2 separate regions of the Arabidopsis thaliana genome follow, and region 2 is linked to region 1. Evidence: chromatin contacts called from public capture Hi-C data. All regions are on one chromosome and are shown on one strand. The core of a region is the stretch at or near the end of the contact, and the rest is flanking DNA. Distances in the headings are between cores, read along the strand shown. Region 1 holds the start of AST91 (sulfate transporter 91). Region 2 holds the start of AT1G23205 (Plant invertase/pectin methylesterase inhibitor superfamily protein).

What was found. Capture Hi-C pulls out chosen DNA fragments and counts their contacts.
Region 2: a capture Hi-C map of seedling shows a contact between it and region 1, with 1.6 times the contacts expected there. A contact is called at or near these places in 2 of 26 Hi-C or Micro-C datasets (callus and root), 1 of 2 datasets of targeted methods (shoot) and 2 of 3 other capture datasets (root and seedling).

Annotation. Positions count from the first base shown.
Region 1 is chr1:8,187,623-8,191,436 of TAIR10.1, reverse strand. It overlaps AST91 (sulfate transporter 91), which reads left to right and starts at 2,203. Exons shown (of 11, transcript NM_102157.4): 1 at 2,203-2,731; 2 at 2,848-2,896; 3 at 2,982-3,189; 4 at 3,727-3,814. The coding sequence starts at 2,483.
Region 2 is chr1:8,233,590-8,237,740 of TAIR10.1, reverse strand. It overlaps AT1G23205 (Plant invertase/pectin methylesterase inhibitor superfamily protein), which reads left to right and starts at 2,722. Exons shown (of 1, transcript NM_102169.3): 1 at 2,722-3,788. The coding sequence starts at 2,890. The coding sequence ends at 3,507.

The sequences.
Region 1 (3,814 bases), core at 954-3,453:
AGAATCTTCAGTTTGGATTATAACTTATCGAAAACAGTTTAGTATTTTGACTCAATTCTGTACATTGGAATCAATTATGAACAAATTTCATTATATATAGTTAGCTCATCTTATTCTTCTTAATTTGTGTTCCGACATAAAAAAACATAGAAACCGAAATAGATTCAGTTAGCATTCACTTCTTATTGAGAAAATATGTAGGTTAAAATTGTAGGTTTTTGCCATGCATATTACCGACGTAGATAGGTTTGGTCGGAATTTTTTCTACTTCTTTAATAAGTTTGGTTAGATCATTCATCTTATATGAATATGTAAAGAATGCTTTTAATTATGGTCGTTTCGTTTCTTTCACCAGAAACAAGGAATGTCCGAGATTCACTTATTAAATTAATATATACTTGATCTGATTCACACGAAAAGACAATCTTGGAGTATCAAACTATAATATCACTTATTATACTTTGAATTACTAGGAATTTTTATCCTCCGATTTCATAATGATCCTACTAACATTGGATCACAACAAGTTGGCTCGGTTATGAATTTGGTTTGCAACATATACAGTTTTTCAACCGCTGTTAATTTTAGTGTTAATCAATTATCTTGGATAATTGTTGATGCAAGATCAGACATTATATCCATATATATAAATATGTTATATAGATATGTATTAATATCTTTAGCCAAAGACGATAAGTCTAAAATCATCAACATTTTTTGTCCGGGTCAATGTAACAACTAACAACTCCTACTGTAGACTAGCTAGTTGGTCGTCTGATCGTCTCTCTGTTTGTTAGCGATCTCAACGGGTACATGAACAGATAGTTATGCATTATTGATACTCAAATTTTCTTAGTTGTTATGTTTTTAATATGTAACTAGATTTTAATCCGCGGTACACCGCGGAGATAATTTATTTTTTTAAGTTAATATATATAAAAATTTTGCAAATTATATCTATTTATAAATTATTTTTATTTTATAGTTTACAATTGTTATTAAGTAACGTCCTTCCAAACCCGTTCCGCCAAACCCGTCCTGTAAAAAAAGCTCGCGGTACCCCGCTAATTTAAATTTATAATTAAAATAAATATTTTACGGGATTGCAATTGTGTTTTAGTTTGTCAAACAAAATTTTGTTTTAAATAGTTGTCGAAATCTAGTTCAAATTTTGAAGAAATAAGATTTAGTGAATTGATAAAAAATGTATTTAGTTGCGTTTTGCTCATTTTAAGGGATTGCAATTGTCTTTTGGGTTGTCAAACATTTTTTGTTTTAATTAGTTGCCGAAATTTAGTTTAAATTTTGGAAAAATCTGCGTGATATATGGGATTGGAATATATTTAGAATGTTTTTCGTTTGTTAATCAATTTATTGCTAAAAAACTAATAATTAAAAGTCAGTGGCAGCCTTTGTAAATAAGTTCCAACTCCAGGATTTATTTCACAAAATGGCTGCAAAAATGTATATATAGATTCACCCATTTATTTATTATTCATAGTATTATAGTACTATCTTCGTGTCTTTTTACTTGGTGTTTAAAGTTTTTGTACACCGATTGAATCATTTTTAATTTTATTTTTTTAAACATCAATTTATCTAATTAACCAATAGAAAAAATTATCTGTATATTATAAATCATCAAAACCAATAAAAAAAAACTAATTAATATTGCATTAAAAATTAAAAACATCATCTAATTTAGAACATTTTTTCCTACTATAACATTAACATCAACTAAATACGGAGAAAACGTTGTACTGAGGTTCTTGCATTTTAAAATTTTGGAAACTAAGAATGTTAAAAAAATTATGGTTACAAATATATATATAGTGTTATAATTAGTACTTATCGTACTTAATAAAAAAGATACTAATTAGTTGTTGTTATATTATTTTCTACAAAAATAAAATCATTCAACTAAAATGTTCTATTTGTCAGTCGCTTCACAAAACTATGCATCTACCATACCAGTGATCATAATTATAAAACTCTGTTTTTGTTTTTTGTCTTTACAACCACTTAAATACGTCATAGCTATATATGCATTATTACAAGTTCTCAAGGTGGCGCGCGAATGTTTTAATTAAAATATTATGTTTTTCTTATGTATTTCATCTTTAATCGAACATAGAAAATGTGAAAGATTTGGAGCATAGACACGAATCAGTTTTTTTTTTTTACACGAATCAATATTCATAGGGTAAATAATAGACAAACGCCAACAAAAAAAAAAAAGAGAAATTCACAACGGATTATCGGCTCAAATTACAAAACAAAAAAAAAATACAGAGACAACAGTATACGTGTAACTTTCCGAATTTTTTTTTTTTTCATATCAAAAATAAAAGATAGGCCAAGATAAGACCATTATAAAATGTAAAGACCGACCCGAAATAATACTCATGTTTAAATTATCAGCAAAGAGCCAAGAGAGGAAACATCACACATTGGTGACAAAAATTCTTAGGAAAACCAATTAATGGAGGTGCACAAGGTGGTTGCTCCGCCGCATAAGAGCACGGTGGCAAAGCTAAAGACAAAACTGAAGGAGACTTTCTTCCCGGACGATCCCTTAAGACAGTTCAGAGGACAACCAAACCGTACCAAGCTCATACGCGCCGCTCAATACATTTTTCCAATCCTCCAATGGTGTCCTGAGTACAGCTTCAGCCTACTCAAATCCGACGTCGTTTCAGGTCTTACCATCGCTAGTTTAGCTATTCCTCAGGTACGTACGTATCAAAAATCCGACGACGACCCATTTTCACGTTCCGATCAATAACGACCACCATTTTATGCAATTCTTGATTATAATCTTCGTCTTCTTGGTTTTCATAAAAACAGGGGATTAGTTACGCGAAGCTAGCAAATTTGCCACCAATCGTTGGTCTATGTAAGAATCTGAAAGTAAAATTGAATAGAATATACATGAAACATTATAGACCGTTACATAAACACGTGTGTTGATGTATGTGTAGACTCGAGCTTCGTGCCACCGTTGGTTTATGCGGTCTTGGGAAGCTCAAGAGATCTAGCAGTGGGACCAGTCTCCATAGCGTCGTTAATCTTAGGATCCATGCTAAGGCAACAAGTATCTCCCGTAGACGATCCTGTTCTCTTTCTACAGCTAGCCTTCTCTTCTACCTTCTTTGCTGGTCTCTTTCAAGCCTCTCTTGGAATCCTCAGGTTATAAATTTATATATTTACCTAAAAAGTTTTTTGTAGCTTTGCATGAACCATGATTTATATCTGTTGAAATATAGTGTGTTATGTGAGGTCAATATTGGGCCTGTGCTAGGCTAGTGGCAGTCTGTAGGGTTACATGTACACGCTAGTATTACTAAATGTTAAATGTCGTCGGTGCTTATATTAATTGCTTTTCAAGATTAGAAAACAAAGTTAAGATTGTTTTCAGGTTTAATGTTTGGGTAGTACATATTTACTAGACAATTATCATTATTGACCCTAGTCCAAAATATAATAAGCTTTTTAGAAAAAGTGATAAATAATCATTAATCAATCATATATTATTATTCTATCACTAGTGAAAAATAAATATTTTCATAAAATGTTCTAAGAAATATTAATGTGTATTCTAACACAAATATAAAATAATTCATGATCAAACAAAAAAGAGTAATTGCACCACCAAGTGGCAATGGAGAAGATGTTGTTTAAGAAAAAGAGACATTGTGTTAACTGTATTTATTTTTTAATATGTAGGCTGGGATTTATAATAGACTTTCTATCAAAAGCGACGCTAATAGGGTTTATGGGTGGAGCAGCCATAATTGTATCACTCCAACAGCTA
Region 2 (4,151 bases), core at 1,473-3,972, 46 kb before region 1:
CGGTGACAAAGAAGACTTTGTTAATATTTTTAGTTTTGAAAATATTTTAAATTCTTCAAGTTATTTTTTAACCAATCTCCCTTTCAAGATTTTATTAATTTTAAAAGTTTGTAAACTCTTTTTCTTTTCGTTTATTTTTTTTTCTTTCTAAAGTCTCATAAACGAGACTTTCACTTTAAGAGAGAATAATAAAAGAAAATAAAATACTTTTTTCTTTTTCCATATAATTTCAAAACTATTTAAAAAAATATTTATATTTTATTATCAAATAATTTTGATTGATTAAATGTAGTTTTACTTTTCTGTTCTTTTGAAATCATATTTGAAGATTTTAAATAGTGAATTTGTAAAATGAGTTTTTTATTTATTCATTTATTTATGAATTATTTAATTTTCAAAAAAATAATTATTAATAAATCAATTGTAGTCACTATTTTTCAAATAAATTCATACTTATCATAAATAATATTTATAAACTATATTTAATAATAATAAAAATAATTATTAGAATTTATTTTTACCAATAAGATTGAAATATCTAAAGTCTTTGCATCCTAATTTTCTACAGTCAAAATCGTTATAGCCAAAAGTAGCAATCGTTACCAATCGACCAATCGTCGTACGATAATTTATTAGATTTTTTTGATTTATGTAAAAATTATTATTGCTATTAGATTATTTTTTTAACGTAAAGATTGTTTTTCATTTCCAATATTTAATTGTTGTTCTATTGTATAACAACTAGGTGAGTACCCACGCTACGCGTGGATTGTTGTTTTGAAAATTATTTAATAATAATTATGTTTAACTATTTTTATTGCTAATTTATTAACTATTTTTATTGGTAATTTATGTTATTTTCGTGTCTGCTATTATGTAGTTGATTAAATTATATTCATTTTATGTAATTATATTTGTATAGTTAGATTCACTTTTAATTTAAATATCGATTATATTTTTTTCATGTATAAATCTTCTTATCTATATACCCTAGATTCTAATCTTTTTAACTATCATGAAATACTTACATCAATAATATATGATAAAATGGTATGCAATTATGTTACTTATTTGGTTTAAAAGTTGCCTAACTTGATTCTAAGCAAACAATTTATTGTTCCATGTATTCTCTACTAATCTAATATTCCAATCACATCATGATAGGTTCTTGTGGAATAACATAATGTATAACTATAATTTCTTAGCTAAATATTGAATTGACATCATTTGAATAACATAATGTATAATTAACTACTCATCTGTTTTAAATATTTTCACATAAAAGAAAAAAAGAAGGCAAAAATAAAAGAGTATTTTAAGTCAACATTTTTAGGTTTCTCTTTTTGCATTTGCATATAGCCATATTGGAGAGAGTGTCGTTTATTTAAATTTTTGATAGATCTAACGTCTCAAAAGACCATTACTTACAAAAACATGTATGTCATTATTAATGTTACCAATTTATCATAAAGCACAAAAAACATATCATGTAGACAAAAAATGTAATAAAAAAAAGACTAAGTTAAAATTACTAAACTAAAAGAGGTTAAGTAGCAAACAGCTAAGTTGCAATACACGAAAATTTCTAGTCGTTATAAAGTAATGACTATTAAAAAAATAGCAAAATAAGAAAAATAAAATGAAAATAGTGTTTGATACATTAAAATAATTTTTGTATTTTTTCTTTTAAATGAAGATATTTAGTTAAGAGTGGGATTATTAATGGATGATTCAATGCAATGTGAAAATTTTAATTTATTATCACTAAGTTTTATTTTATTTTAATAATATTAATTTAGAATGATATGTAGCATTCACTGGTGTGATGATGTGTCATTCATAAGGAAAAAATTGGTCAACTTTTATATATATGATTTCTTTTCCTTTCTAGCATCTCGATTTTATAGCAAATTTCATCAACTTTTTGTTGATAACTAACATTAAATGAAGTCAATGCTTGTTCATGTATGAGGACCAATCTTCCTAATTTGACTACGGGCGTTAACCAAAACAGAAAATTAATTTTAACTCAAAAGCGGATTCTTTAGTTTTATTTGATATGCATGACGTGGAAATCATTCAAATTAGTTTTGAATGTACTCTATAATATTATTGTCAAACAATGATTTAATATGAAGATATCAATTTGTACTTTAAAATGCATTAATCTAAACGATTATCTGGTTCTTTAATTATTGTTTTTCTATCGTACGTGTATATATCTCAAACTAATATCTTTTGAGTTAGGCATTTTGTACACTACTAAAATAACACTTTTCAGCTCAAGTTATTCGATTTAAAATGGATCAATCGAAATTTGAGGAGTTTTTTCATTAAAATCTTTATTTAAAAATAGAAGATATCTTTTTTTTTGTTTCGTTTCGAATCTAGCGAAGTTGGAGACCACTTTATAAATCATGTAATGTGCCTAATTTTACTACGTTAACTAAACAGAAAATTAATTCGGACTGACCAAGTAACCAGAAAAAAGTCGTGAATTTCTAAGTGTGATGATGTTAATGCTAAACATGAAAACAAAATTGATTTAAAAAGTTAATACAGACAGAAAAATATACGAGATGGCATTTGGCAAAGATAACATAAGCGACCATTTAGTATGGGTATCAATCGGCTATACTAAAAAAAAAAAAACGTCTGATACAATTTTTTTATGCCATGATATTAACGAGATCTCTTAAATTTGATTTCGCCATACGTATAAAGCATTATTATTTATACACAATATTCAGGCCCAGATCGGCCCATTAAAATTGTTGGCTGCTTGGATTAATCCTAGCTAATGATCAACAGTATAAATATAAACTTGAGGTCACAAAAACCAAAATCATCCATAACCCAAAAAGAGTCACTTCCGTGTCACAAGAAACCATGAAACTTTCTCTTCATCAACCACTTCTCTTCTTCTTCTTAGCCAGCGTCCTCCCATTAATCCTGACCGTCCATTCTCAATCAGACGACTCAGATTTCATCCGTACTAGCTGCAACACCACATTATACCCTGACCTATGCTTCTCTTCTCTTTCCTCCTTCTCTAGCTCTGTTCACAACGATCCAGCCCTCTTGGCTCGAGCCGCCATCTCCGTCACTCTCACCAAGACTCTCGACTTAGCCTCATACCTCGCCAATATCACCACTCTCCAGCCAGAGAGCAACGAAGATGGTGCTCACCACCCAACCGCAGCCGCTGTTTTTCACGACTGCTTCGACAATCTTAAAGACGCGGTCGAAGAAATGAAAGGCTCGATGAAACAGATGAGGGAGCTGGTCTCGACTGGCTCGCTCGAGTCCTTCAGGTTCCAAATGAGTAACGTGCAGACGTGGCTCAGTGCGGCTTTAACTGATGAGGAGACTTGTACGGACGGATTTAAAGACATTCACGATGAGCCGAGGAAGGATGACATATGCGCACGGGTCGATGACGTTAAAAAGATGACTAGTAATGCGTTGGCTCTAGTTAATCGATGTGTTGATAAGGCCATACATTGATCATTTTATCATTATTCACTAAATATTCTTCTTCTTTTTTTTCTTACTTGAAAAAGAAGTTATTGTTTAAATGTTTTTGGTTATCACGCGTGCATGATAGAGATATAATAAGATAAGCCTGTTTGTGATTGGCTGTAATGAAATAGTGATATTATGTAGTTGTTAACGCTTTTTGTTTGTCGAAATTACGAAAAGAATCAAGTGTGTGTAAAAAGAATTAGTAGTCAATTATTTCTTATATCTATTTGTCCTTTTACTTCTGTTTTTTTTTGTCAAGCGATTTTGTCCTTTTACTATAAATCGTTTTAGAAGGTTTCAAACAAATTAGAACATCATTATGAGGTACAAAATTGTATGAGCTGCTTTTAGCTTTCTGATCGAAAAAAACAAGAAATAAGTTGACTTTATTTGAATTTAAAATTTAGTGGTGGACAATATAAATTTATTGTCGTTGTGTAGTTAATTCAAGTGGTGATAAAAAGTATAGAAAAAAAAATCAGAAGAATAAAATTATAAAAGTCTAAAAACTGCAATAGATAGGTTTAAAACGCAAATTACCAATTATAACCTAAATGACACACATTATATAATTAAGCAGTTTTCTCTTTCAGTAATAAGGTTTGATATACAGGCTACAAATAAGT